Linked DNA regions of Mus musculus: regions 2 and 3 are each linked to region 1. The links are chromatin contacts, called in public Hi-C maps. All regions are on one chromosome and are shown on one strand. The core of a region is the stretch at or near the end of the contact, and the rest is flanking DNA. Distances in the headings are between cores, read along the strand shown. Region 1 overlaps Syne1 (spectrin repeat containing, nuclear envelope 1). Region 2 has its middle 92 kb from the start of Esr1. Region 3 overlaps Ccdc170 (coiled-coil domain containing 170).

The links. A called contact is a pair of places that touch in the nucleus more often than the background predicts.
Region 2: a contact with region 1 is called in a Hi-C map of uterus. The contact joins two enhancer-like sites. A contact is called at or near these places in 8 of 39 promoter capture datasets (the 3T3-L1 cell line, the C10 cell line, cranial neural crest and 4 more), 1 of 15 datasets of contacts at CTCF or cohesin (large pre-B cells), 28 of 484 Hi-C or Micro-C datasets (the AML12 cell line, B cells, the C2C12 cell line and 18 more), 2 of 115 datasets of contacts at active chromatin or transcription factors (bone marrow-derived macrophages and fibro-adipogenic progenitors) and 2 of 9 other capture datasets (adipose tissue and liver).
Region 3: a Hi-C map of uterus shows a contact between it and region 1. The contact joins two enhancer-like sites. A contact is called at or near these places in 1 of 484 Hi-C or Micro-C datasets (uterus) and 2 of 115 datasets of contacts at active chromatin or transcription factors (embryonic stem cells and fibro-adipogenic progenitors).

The regions. Positions count from the first base shown.
Region 1 is chr10:5,137,298-5,141,412 of GRCm38.p6, forward strand. Syne1 (spectrin repeat containing, nuclear envelope 1) reads right to left here. Exons shown (of 146, transcript NM_001347711.1): 106 at 3,515-3,715. Among named protein-coding and RNA genes, the nearest start is that of Gm51757, 190 kb to the right of the region's middle. Within about 2 kb of position 2,209, at least 16 of the 459 cell types and tissues checked have an H3K27ac peak or open chromatin away from gene starts, as enhancers often do. A contact at or near this core is called in adipose tissue and uterus, where this site is marked.
Region 2 is chr10:4,616,144-4,620,313 of GRCm38.p6, forward strand. It overlaps a transcript of Esr1 not described here. Among named protein-coding and RNA genes, the nearest start is that of Esr1, 92 kb to the right of the region's middle. Within about 2 kb of position 1,973, at least 53 of the 459 cell types and tissues checked have an H3K27ac peak or open chromatin away from gene starts, as enhancers often do. A contact at or near this core is called in adipose tissue and uterus, where this site is marked.
Region 3 is chr10:4,550,976-4,555,198 of GRCm38.p6, forward strand. The region is part of intron 9 of Ccdc170 (coiled-coil domain containing 170); the gene reads left to right. Among named protein-coding and RNA genes, the nearest start is that of Gm22739, 69 kb to the left of the region's middle. Within about 2 kb of position 2,811, at least 40 of the 459 cell types and tissues checked have an H3K27ac peak or open chromatin away from gene starts, as enhancers often do. A contact at or near this core is called in uterus, where this site is marked.

The DNA of each region.
Region 1 (4,115 bases), core at 959-3,458:
GTAGTTTCCGTCCTTGTGTTGGTGTTTTCCCTTTATTATCCATTGAAGGGCTGGATTCATGGAAAGATATTGTATGAATTTGGTTTTATCATGGAATACTTTGGTTTCTCCATCTATGGTAATTGAGAGTTTTGCTGGGTATAGTAGCCTGGGCTGGCATTTGGGTTCTCTTAGTGTCTGTATAACAACTGTCCAGGATCTTCTGGCTTTCATAGTCTCTGGTGAGAAGTCTGGAGTAATTCTAATAGGCCTGCCTTTATATGTTACTTGACCTTTTTCCCTCACTGTTTTTAATATTCTGTTTATTTAGTGCATTTGTTGTTCTGATTATTAGGTGTCAGGAGGAATTTCTTTTCTGGTCCAGTCTATTTGGAGTTCTCTAGGCTTCTTGTATGTTCATGGGCATCTCTTTCTTTAGGTATGGGAAGTTTTCTTCTATAATTTTGTTGAAGATATTTGCTGGCCCTTTTAAGTTGAAAATCTTCATTCTCATCTACTCCTATTATCTGTAGGTTTGGTCTTCTAATTGTGTCCCGCATTTGCTGGATGTTTTGAGTTAGGATCTTTTTGCATTTTGCATTTTCTTTGATTGTTGTGTTCATGTTCCCCATGGAATCTTCTGCACTTCTCTCTTCCATATCTTGTATTCTGTTGCTGATGCTCACATCTATGGTTCCAGATTTCTTTCCTAGGGTTTCTATCTCCAGAGTTGTCTCCCTTTGGGTTTTCTTCATCGTTTCTACTTCCATTTTTAGATCTTGGATTTTTTTTTTCAATTCCATTGCATGTTTGGTTGTGTTTTCCTGTAATTCTTTAAGGGCTTTTTGTGTTTCTTCTACCTGTTTAGCAGTGTTTGCCTGTAGTTCCTTAAGGACTTCTATCTGTTTAGCAGTGTTCTCCTGTAATTCCCTGAGGGATATTTGTGTTTCCTCTTTAACAGCTTTTACTGGTTTAGCAGTATTCTCCTCTAATTCCTTGAGGAATTTTTGTGCTTCCTCTTTAAAGGCTTCTACCTGTTTAGCAGTGTTCTCCTGTATTTCTTTAAGTGGGTTATTAATACCCTTCTTAAGATCTTCTACCACCATCATGAGATATGATTTTAAATCCGAATCTTGCTTTTCGGGTGTGTTGGGGTATTCAGGACTCGTTGTGGTGGGCGTACTGGGTTCTAATGATGCCCAGTGTTCTTGGTTTCTGTTAGTAAAATTCTTACGTTTGCCTTTTACCATCTGGAAATCTCTGGTCTTAATGTTCAAGCTGTCTCTGGTTAGAGCTTGATCCTCCTTTGATTCTTTTAGCCTCTGTCAGCACTCCTGAGAATCCAACTGTCTCCTGAGTTCCAGTGGTCAGAGCACTCTCTGTAGGCAAGCTCTCCTCTTCCAGGGCAAGTGTCCAGCAGTCTGGAGCTCTGATCCACCTCCTGAGTTCTGGGGTGAGAACTCTTCTTGTAGGCCAACTCTCCTCTGGCAGTGAATGTGTCCAGGGGTCTAGGTTTCAGGTCTGCCTCCTGGCTGAGGATGAAGGCCTGATGGAACCCTGAGCATGGAGAGCACTCTGGAGCCCTTAGAGGCCTCCACTGGGATCAGAAGGAAGATGGCAGGGGTGGCCCTGACAGGAATCAGAGTTGAGGTTTTAATTCCTATTATATGACTGTAAGTTTGTCCCCACCAAAGCTGTAGAAGTCTCCCACAAAACATAGACTGGATAGTAAAGGGTAGGTTGATCGTCATCAACAGTACCATAATTGTTTTGTTGTGCCAGGAATCAAGATCAGTGCCCAAGAGCATTAAGCAACCACTCTACCCATGAGGTATACCAGCAGCCTATGATGCTGTTTTGTTGTTTATTTTGAAATAAAACTCATGTATTCACTCCTGCTCAACTTTCTCTTTAGCTGAGGTAAGTCTTGAACTTGAAATTGCTCCTGCTTCAATCTCCCAAGTAGCTGGGATTACAACACAAGCCTGTGACATCAAGTCCATTTTAGAACCATTATTTTAACCAATCATCAGTTGATGAAATGATCGTATGGCTGGGAAAGACCTACTAAGCCAAATGTGCACTGACAGTCAAGCATGCTTTCAACACAAGCTTACCTCCCGCTCTGGCTTTGGCAGCATTTCCATGACCAAAGAGGCCCCTGTGCAGCCCAAGTGGCAGCTGGAGTCTACTCCCTTAAAACTTTTTCCTAACTGAGCATCTTTTCTGTTATTCTATTGCTCCTTGATCCTAGTCTCCCTTCTGGAATAACTCAGAGCGATCTTTTATTGCTATGGTCAGATTTGAGAGAAAACAGCTGTGAACTTTAAAGCAATGTTTTCATAGCCAAATGATAAGGCTTTAATAAATTATACAACTCTTTAGACAGAAAATCTCTGGGTGAAAAATAGCAAAAAAGTATAGTCCCCTTCCCCCAACAATTTGACAATAATAGCCCACCAGAGAGCCACAGAACAGTAGATTGTTAATCATTTAAAACTCAGTGAGACTGTTTTGTTTTTCTTCTGGGAATTCCCATAGCCTGGGAGGCTGAGTTTGTAGCCTGGTAAGCTTTGCATAGTCATTGCTTAAAATGTATTATGATAGGAATGTGTGAGTGTGTGTGTGTTGAATATATATTTATTTATTCACTAAGGAGTAATGAACCTGAGCTCCATTTGGAAGCACACTGATGAAGCAATCTCTGGGTTCCCAAGCCTGATTGCGTGGTAAAAGTTCTGGTCAAGCCCAGGAAAATCTTGGAGGCCAACAGCAACTACAGGAGAATGTGCTTAAGGGCCAGGAGGTCTGAATGACGCAAGTAACAGACACCAAAACAGAGTGGGCAGCCCTGTATTCCCAGCGTGGAGTGAGGAGTCTATGCCAGGACAGTGACGGGGAGAGAGAGCACCTGGGGCAAGATGGCAAGAGGCCCTAACAAATACACAGGGGGAAACTGAGTTAAGAATGTAGCTAACAATAGGGTCAGTTGGTAGAGCTTTTATGTCTCACATGCACCAAGTCCTGGGGTCTATCCTCAGGACCATATAAACTTAGTTGCATGTACCTTTAATTCCAGATCTCAGAAGGTGAAGGCAGGAGGATTCGAAGTTCAAGGTTACCTTTAGCTATATGAGGCTAGCTTGAGCTACATGAGATCCTGTCTTTTAAAAAGAAAAAGAGAGAGAGAGAGAGAGAGAGAGAGAGAGAGAGAATAAAAGCAATCTGAGTCCCACTAAGGAAAGGCTTTGAGTTTTTCCTTGATTAAAGTTCATATATGGTGAGAGTTGGGTTAATATTTATGGAGAACTAATGAGTAAAATTACTGATTATACTTGTTATAAAAATACCCATTACCATTTTTCTTTACTCTAGATGCTAGGGGATTTGAACAAATGTCAATAGACCACTTAGAAGTGTAATTATACAAGTATAGCGCATAAAACCCAGGCATATTTGGTTGAAATACCGAACCCCTCTATGTAAGGGCCTGAGAATGTGCTATTTCAGCTATGCCTTCCTGGTCTCAGCTCACCTTGTGCTTCCCAAGCAGCTGCTGGATTTCTTCTTTGGAGCATACAATGATCTTTTGGTCCCCTGTCATCTTCTCCTGTCCAGTGTCCAGCAGGTCCACCAGATCTTGCAGAGCCTTATCATACTGACTCTTGAGAGCAAGGTTCTGGTGGAGGCTGCTCCTCCGGGAGCTGACAGTCATCAATAGCTCGTCATACATGTCCTAAGGCAAAGGCAACAACACCAGTCTCAAACACAAAGCTGCAGTACCGAGCCCACCACCTGCCCAGCATCCCACCAAGGTCATACCCCTCCACAAAGGAGTCTCTGCATGGAAGCAAGCTGCCTGCCTTTCTTATGAGCCTCTCTGGGAAATATCTTAAAGAGGAAAAGAGACAGTCTGGACACCTATCTCTGTATCCTGTAGTACAGATGCACGGGACCATGGCTTTCCTGGGGTTTGATCCTTGGTTAGTTCAAGCTCTTTTGTTCATCTTGCTTGGCAATCTTACATATTCTTTTTTTTGTTGTTGTTTTGTTTTAAGTTTGATTGTTTCTTCTCTTGAAAAAGTCATAAATCATAGAAGAACAACTAAAGAAAAACTAAATTCACAAAGATTTAA
Region 2 (4,170 bases), core at 723-3,222, 520 kb before region 1:
TCAGAAGTATGCAGGAACATGTTAGCAGAGAATTAGGACTGTGAAGCTAAATGTCATTTTAAGGTGTGAGGTTGCAGTGAAATGAGGCCTTCTCTTTGGAAATACTGTGTAGATTGAGGTTTTTAGTTGAAGAGTGAGCATGCCAATTTGGAGATGATTGGACTAGCTGAGGAGAGGTGAATTGCTAATTTAGAGTGAACAACTTAAATTGAGCAATTTAGCAAATCTTTTAAGGACCCACTTTTTGAATTATGATTATTTATGGGCGAGAAAAGACTTTGTCTCAAAAAATGGCTGGTAGAGAGAGGAGTTGGAGGGGAGTCAAAAGATATTACTGTAAAGTGAGCCTGGTGGTGCAAGCCTTCAACCCCAGCTACTTAGGAGGCTGAGGCAGGAGAATCACTAGTGGAAGGTCTACAGGGGTCATCTGATGAGTTCAACACCAGCTTTGAAATTTGGCAATCCCCTTCTCAAAAGAATCAGTTAGGAAAGGGTGAAAGATGTGGCTCAGCAGTAGAGAGCTTGCTTGGAATATGCAAGGTCCTATGATTAGTTTCTAGGAGTGAACATACATACAGACAGACACACCTATGCTGGGTATTTTGCTATCTTTATAATTGAAAGATGGATCTAGCAACTAACTGCCAAACAGATCCCAGAAGGTTTTTCATTCAGGGACCACTAGGGACTAAGCAGCACACTTTATATGTGCAAAATGCTTTTTCCCTGGGATATTTTTATGGCAAAAACAATCTTATTTGGATAGAATATAGATTCATAAGAAAATGCTTCTATTTGTATGACATGGAGACTGGTGCAATTATTTGCAATTTATACACACTTGTCAAATATGTACTCAAGTTCGTACTTTACATTTCGTACTTGAGCAGTCCTTTGACTTTGGAGGCCTAATTCCCTAGCAAGTGAATGAAGGCCTGGCATACTGGGTATGACCTCAGTGCTGGTACTGAGTCACGCTTCTGCGCCTCCTGTCTTCAGCCACCTCCATTTGGAATAGTGAGCCAGGACATTAACATATGTACTATTAGAGCCGTAGGTGCCTGTCTGGGAGTACAAGATAGCTGATGCCATTGAAGGCTTGCCTAGGGAAGGGAGCCTGTGACACCTCTCGCCACCACTGAAATGCTTCAGATGATTTGGAGCTGAACCCAGTGATTGGGGAGCTAAAGAGGAGGGGTGTAAGGAGATTGTTTTTCCCCTTTCTCTCTGTCTCTGTCTCTCTGTCTGTCTCTCTGTCTGTCTCTCTGTCTCTGTCTCTGTCTCTCTGTCTCTGTCTCTCTGTCTGTCTGTCTGTCTCTCTGTCTGTCTCTCTGTCTCTCTGTCTGTCTCTCTGTCTGTCTCTCTGTCTGTCTCTCTCTGTCTCTCTCTGTCTCTGTCTCTCTCTGTCTCTCTCTCTCTCTCCCTCTCTCTCTCTCTCTCTCTCTCTCTCTCTCTCTCTCCCCCTCTCTCTCTTTCTCATCCTTTAAAGGAGTATGGTACGGTAAAAGGTTAGGGTGACAGCTATGTAAGAAAACAAGGCAGGTGTCTGTTGGGGACAAAGGTTGGGAGAAAATGCTAAGCACATTCAGTAATCTAATTTAGGTTACAACGAATCTCAAAGGCTGCTGAGAGTGTCCCTTGGCAGCTGATGCCTGGCTTTCCTGTTTTGAGCAGAGAGGGGCAGGGAGAGGGTAACAGGGTATCACTCTGTTGGAGGGACATTGCTCATGTTGCTTTGGTGTCCTTCCCTCTAGTCCATTTTCAGACTTCACCAATCAAGCAAAGGGCTGCTTCAAATCTAGTGTGCAACCAAACCAAACCAAACCAAACCAAACCAAACCAAACCAAATCAAAACAAAACAAAAAAAGATTCATAGAAAAATGTTTTCTAGGAAAGGCAAAACCCAGAAACCAAGAGTCAGCTCACTGTAGCACTTCTGTTGCATAAGCAGGGTTCAAGTGCAGAGTATTAATCACTGAGAACAGTTCACAAATTATTTGTGTTCCGATGAGACAGGCCCTCAGTCTCCTTCCTTCTCACTGTTTGGACTTGGTCCATCTCACTCCTTCTTCAGCATTGAGAGTAGAAAGGACATTTAAATGTGCCAATTTTCTCCTTGTGGGAAGCCTCACTCATGTGTTGAGCAAGGAGAGAGATTTATATTGTTACAGAGAAGAAGGCTTGGGGGAAGGTTCAAGGCCTTAATTTGTTCATAGGGAATGCTATCATCTACCACCGTTTATATTTGAGACTTGAACACACCAGGCAGGTTGTAGAAGTAAAAAAGTGTGGCTAAAAGCCTGCACTTGACTTCTTCATCTAGTTCAGTTCAATTTATTGCCCCCCCCCCCAAAATTATCAAACCTATTCTCAGAGGAGAAGTATTTTCTGTGACCACAAGGAAACATCTGTGAGGTCAAACCTGAGCCAGTCAGAACATTTAGCATGTGAGGTTTAGATTTCAGGAGAAGAAAATTAATCAAGGAAACCCTTAAAGCTATGAAGAAGGCAAATCAGAAAAGTCTCTTATCGCTGGCAAGCTGAGGCTCTGAGTTCATATTAATTAAGACATGTCAGACTCCACAATGAATCAAGTAGGGAGTGTCATATTCTGGTAACTTTGGAAGCCAGTGTCAGTCCTGACCGCCAGGATTTATGGTAGATTATATAATGGAATCTTGAGTTCTGAGACATCAAAGGAAAGTTCTGGCTCTTTCCTCATGCACTCTCTTAGGTCAAGCCTACCCAGCAACAAGCCAAGCGGAGGGCTGAGCTCGTAGAGACTGCCAAACCTGATAATGCATAACTAGAGAGTAGCTATGGAGGGGAAAAATGTGGACTGAAGTCAGGTAAAGACTGCCAGGCAACTTGGTTAACGTCCACAGTCCAGTTCTGCTCAACAGCAGCCAATCGCTGGCTTTGTGTAGTGATTTAGAACCAGTCTAAAACACTAGGGCAGAAGAAGTAAACTTTATTACCAAGGTGGTTGCATGCTCGTGCAAACGTTCTCCACATCAGTATCATCTGTGATTGTGTCTAATTCTGAGTATCTACAGGGAGCGGATTTTACTCTCTTTCTTACAGGCGTGGGCAGAAGTGCTGGAGGAAGCCTGTACCATCTGAGGGAACACCTGGGAAAGGTTTCTTTCATTTTTCTCCCCTCCAGCGTACACACGCTCCCCACTGAAAGGCCAATGCTTTCTATCACTTGGGATTCATCAAGTTTATATGTTTGTATCATCTTAATTTTAGCAGGACACAGGAACGAAGTATATCAGCCTACAGGATGAGGTTTGAATTACTTTAGTTAACACACACACACACACACACACACACACACACACACACACACACACAAACACACACACACACACACACACATACACACATACACAAACAGTGGCAGAATCAATGTGGTGTTTTTCTCTTCTGTTGGATACGGAAACCACAAACTACTTAATTTGAGCAGGTGTTTCCCAACTCAAAATTACAGCCATCAACCCCTTGTTCACTGTAAACCTGTCAGGGTGAATTCATTTTCTAGTAGACTTCTCTCCCTCTCCCTCCCTCCCTCCCTCCCTCCCTCCCTCCCTCCCTCCCTCCCTCCCTCCCTCCCTCCCTCCCTCCCCACTCCTATTCTCTCTCTCTGGTTTTCCAAGACAGGGTTTCTCTGTGTAGCCCAAGCTCTCTTGGAACTCACTCTGTAGACCAGACTGGCCTCGAACTCACAGAGATCTGACTGTCTTAGACTCCTGAGCACTTTGATTAAAGTCGTGCACCACCACTACCACCCATCTCATGTGTTCTCCTTTCTTTTGAGAAAAAAAGTTTGTAAAAAAGACCCACTGTTTCTTGTAATTAAAAAAAAAAAGATATCTTAACATTTGAGACAGATGGATATAACCTGTACATTTTCACCTTGACATAACACTTAAAAAACAAAAACAAAAACCTAGGGCCGTTCCCCTCCCCCTTCCCCTTCTCCTCCCCCTCCCCTCTTCTCCTTTTTACTCTCTTCCCCTTCCTTCTTCTTCCCCTCACTCCCCTTCCTCCTTCTGTTCTCTCCCTTCTTCCCACCCCTTCCCCTACAATTTTCCTTCCCAGATATATATCGAATCCAGGGTCTGGCATCCTGATGGAGGTTGCTCTACCACAGAGCCACGCCCCCT
Region 3 (4,223 bases), core at 1,561-4,060, 590 kb before region 1:
GGAGGCAGGAGGCAGGAGGCAGGAGGAGGCAGGAGGAGGCAGGAGGCAGGAGGAGGCAGGAGGAGGCAGGAGGCAGGAGGCAGGAGGAGGCAGGAAGAGGCAGGAGGCAGGAGGCAGGAGGAGGCAGGAGGAGGCAGGAGGAGGCAGGAGGAGGCAGGAGGGGGCAGGAGGTGGCAGGAGGGGGCAGGAGGAGGCAGGAGGAGGCAGGAGGGGGCAGGAGGGGGCAGGAGGGGGCAGGAGGAGGCAGGAGGGGGCAGGAGGTGGCAGGAGGTGGCAGGAGGGGGCAGGAGGGGGCAGGAGGGGGCAGGAGGGGGCAGGAGGAGGCAGGAGGGGGCAGGAGGAGGCAGGAGGTAGATTATGCATTTGAAGACATCCCAGGCTCCATAGTGGGAGTCTGTTGGCAAAGCAATTGAAGCAAAAGCAAAAAAAAAAAAAAAAAAAAAAAAAAAAGACCTATTTTTAATCTCACCTGCAAACACCCTCCAGGAAACATCTAGAACACTATTTTCTCAAATGTGGGACATTTGTGGCCCAGCCAAGTTGACTATATTTCCTTTTGATGGGTGAATAATAATCCATTACTTGGATGTACCACCTCCTGTTTGTCCATCTAGTATTTAATAGATGTTTGAGTTGTTTCTTGTTTGGAGCCTCTATAAATATTTGTGTTCCAGCTTTCATGTACATTTCCATGTCTGTTGAAAACTAAGGCTGAAGTCGTTGGCTCCAGGTTGTCTGAATATCTCTTTGTAAGACCTATGTATTAAGGTTTCCCTTGAGTTCTAGACCAAGAAAAAACAAATTGAAAGTTATGTTGGCATGCAGATCTAAGTATTATGGAAGTATTTTTGAAAGACAAAGCTATTTTTTTTGCATAGATCATCCTTCTTGTGTTAAATTTAGAATAATTTATGACGCTGATAACTTAGGACACTTAAGACTACGTAGCCTTCTTAATCACATTACGTTTTTGCCATTGTGAAACCAGAACCAATTTAGAGATCAAAGGATGAAGACTCAAACTAAAACAGTTAATGATATTAACACTGGTTATGCTGTGTCACCAAAATCACCACTAACAAGAATGTGTGGTGGCTGATTTTGAGTGTGTCCTGAAGGAAGAAGTTTGGTCCACCACATGTTTTATCTTCTTAGTGTAAAACCCCTTTGCACATGGTGACGTAGTTTGGCCTTCAGGCTGTGTGAATGTGTGATTTATGCATTACCCCCCCCCCCCCCCATTCTTTTCTCATTAACCCGGAATCAGTAAAGCAATTACTGCTAGGCAGAGCATCACCTTGTAAATGACTGCAGGCACTGAAATCTTGTGGCAGAATTCTAGGCGATGTAGAAGAGGTTTGTGTAACCTCTCCATGGCCAGATGACTTACCGTCTGCCCCCAGTTTCCACAGAATACACAGAAACATCCCACAATGTCAGAGGCTCAGACAGGAAGAATGTTAATTTATTTTTTCACTGAAGAGTCAAGGGCTGGGGCGGTAACTTAATGGCAGTATGCTTGCCTTGCCTGTGTGGGCCTCAGGTAAAATCCTCAGCACTGTGTGTGTGTGTGTGCGCGCGCGCGCGCGAGGGATGGATGTGACACATTTACAAGGACCCTTAATGGTCATCAGAAGCCCAGCTTATTCCGATTTCAACTTGAGCATCCTACCCAATGCTTCCATCCTCTCTCATCCTCAGAAATATCTCCTAGCCCCACACACTTATTAGGGCTCCAGCTTCCTTCTAGGTGCCAGCCAGGAGGAAGGGCTTGAAAAACAACCTGTTGGCTATTTTTTGGAGTGATATAACAGTTCTCTGTCTTCATTGGCAGGGACTTAGTCTCTTGACTTTGTTTAAAAGAGGTCAGCCCATAGAATAAGTCTTAATTCTGGCCGGTGAGAAAGAGAGGAAGATTAACTATCTAGTGGAGAGTTTTAACTGTCAGCCTGTAGCATGTGGCCTAACCCTGGTAGGAGCTGTGGCTCCAAATCGGTTCCAAACCCCATGGGAGAGCCAGTGGTGTCTTCTTTGTGGTCTCCCAAGAAAGCATCAGAACAGACAATAACTGCCAGCCGCAGCAAAGCTTTCCTCTCTGACTTTTCCCGTACATCCATTGCCCAGAAGCTCCCCCCCCTCAAGTTCTTCCCCATGGAGCAAGCTCCAAGCCAGCTACTGCTGCCCTTCACTCCCCTTCCATGGAGTCAATGCTTCTAAATTCCCCCCCAGGCCGCCTGGACTGCTTTTCTCACTGCAAAGGGGCAGGGCCTGCAAAGGCAGAGTGCTTGCTTTTTGGGGCGAGGGTAACTGTGCTACCAGCTCCCAGAATGTGTGCTACGAGGGACAAAGAGGGAGGAGAGACTGCAGAGTGGGACACCTCCCCCACAGAGCTACGTCTGCGTGGACACAGCATCTCTTTTGGCCAGTAAGACACTAGAACAGTGGTTCTCAACTTGTGGGTCGTGACCCCCGGCCAGGGCATGAACAGATATTTACATTGCAATTCATAAGGGTAGCAAGGTTACCATTTTGAAGTAGCAAAGAAAGTAATTTTATAGTTGTAGGGGTCACCACATGAGGAACAGAGGGGTCACAGTGTTCAGAAGGTAGAGAACCACTGCCTTAGAACGTTGCTGCCCCCACTTCATACAGAGGCCCCTGCTTGACAGCTGTGAGGGGTTTTTCGTACACTGTCTTTGACAACTGCATCTGGAGACTTAGACCCTACAGTCAGCCAACACTTAAGAGTTCAGCTTTAATCACCTTTCTGTCTGGGCTTTTGACTCTTCTGTGTAAGAAAGACTTGCCCACTAGATTGCATAGTCGTTCCCTGGGAAACAGCTAGCATACAGTGTTTACCATGAATGGTACCCTGGGAACCTTCCCTGTCCTGGCTAGCCTCCCGATGGCACATTAATCTTGTTTATGGCCAGTTCTGGCCTGCTGGAGGAAAATTAAAGGCCAATTGCTTACTCGCTGAACTCTGAGCTGGTCTGAGAAGTTCCCTCAGGAGGATAAAGAAACCAACTCACTCCCACCCCACTCGAAGGAATCTGCTCTTGGCTTGATGGCTTGACTTTAGAGTCTCCGTCATTCCTGCTGGCTTCCAGCTCTGTCCTGGTGGTTTGACTTGCCGCTCCCTTCCTTGCCCCTGTCCCTTGACAAGAATCCAAGCAGTCCTCTGAGTAGGAGACCAGAGACGTCCTGAGTGAGTGTGTGCAGTTGACATGAACACAGGCATCTCAAGGCACTCATGTCTCAGCCCATGGCTGTGGTAAAGCCTTCCCTAGTGAGAGGCTCAGAGAGTTGGCAAAGCCTTTCTGTGGTCAGACTGGACAGTACAGAGAATATCCCCATTAGATTTCTCCCCCTGGATGTTGTTTACTGCCTGAAGACTGCTCCCTTACAGAGCTTGCTCCTACTGAGATTTGGTACATCTGCCTCCTTATTCATTGGTATATAATAACTCTGCCTCTTTGTTTATCTGTAGGTAGTAGTCCAGCCCCCATGTTCAGCTCATGTTCAGCTCATGCAGACCTGCGCCTTCCTCATTTTGAGTACCTGCTTCACCATTTTGTTCACCCCTTTCTCTGTGCTGCCCTCATCCCAGGGTCTGGCATTTTATTTTCTGTATATTTCCAGAGCTGTAGAAGGTGTTCTTTTGACTTCTAGACTGTAAGCTCACAGCTGCTGTCAGAGTCCCAAGACAGTTCGTGTCACCCCAGAGAACTAACTGGCTCAGTGGTTACGAGGTCAAGCATGCTTGCTATTGCTGTTGGCCTCTGTCTAGAAAAATGTCTTAGTCTTCAAGTATATGCCACAAGCTGGGTGGCTTATAAACAACAGAGTTCCCAGAGTTCTAGAGCCTGGGAAGTCCAAGGGAAAGTTGCCAGCAGATTTGATGTCTGCTCAGTCTTGCTTCCTGGTTCACACAAGACCTTAGCTGTGTCCTCATACGGTGTAAGGGGGCAAGACAGGTCTATCTGGTCTATCAGGGCATACAATGCTTGGTTCCTGTTTGTTATACAAGCATCTTAGTTGCTGTTCTTTTTTTGTGAAGAAATACCATTACCAAGTCAATTCTTAAAAAAAAAAAATGAAGCATTTAATTGGTAATTGGGGCTTGCTTACAGTTCCAGAGACTTAATCCATTATCATCATGGGTGGGGTGGATGGTAAAAGGTGTTAGAGAAGTTTCTGAGACCTTTACAGTTTGAGCCTTG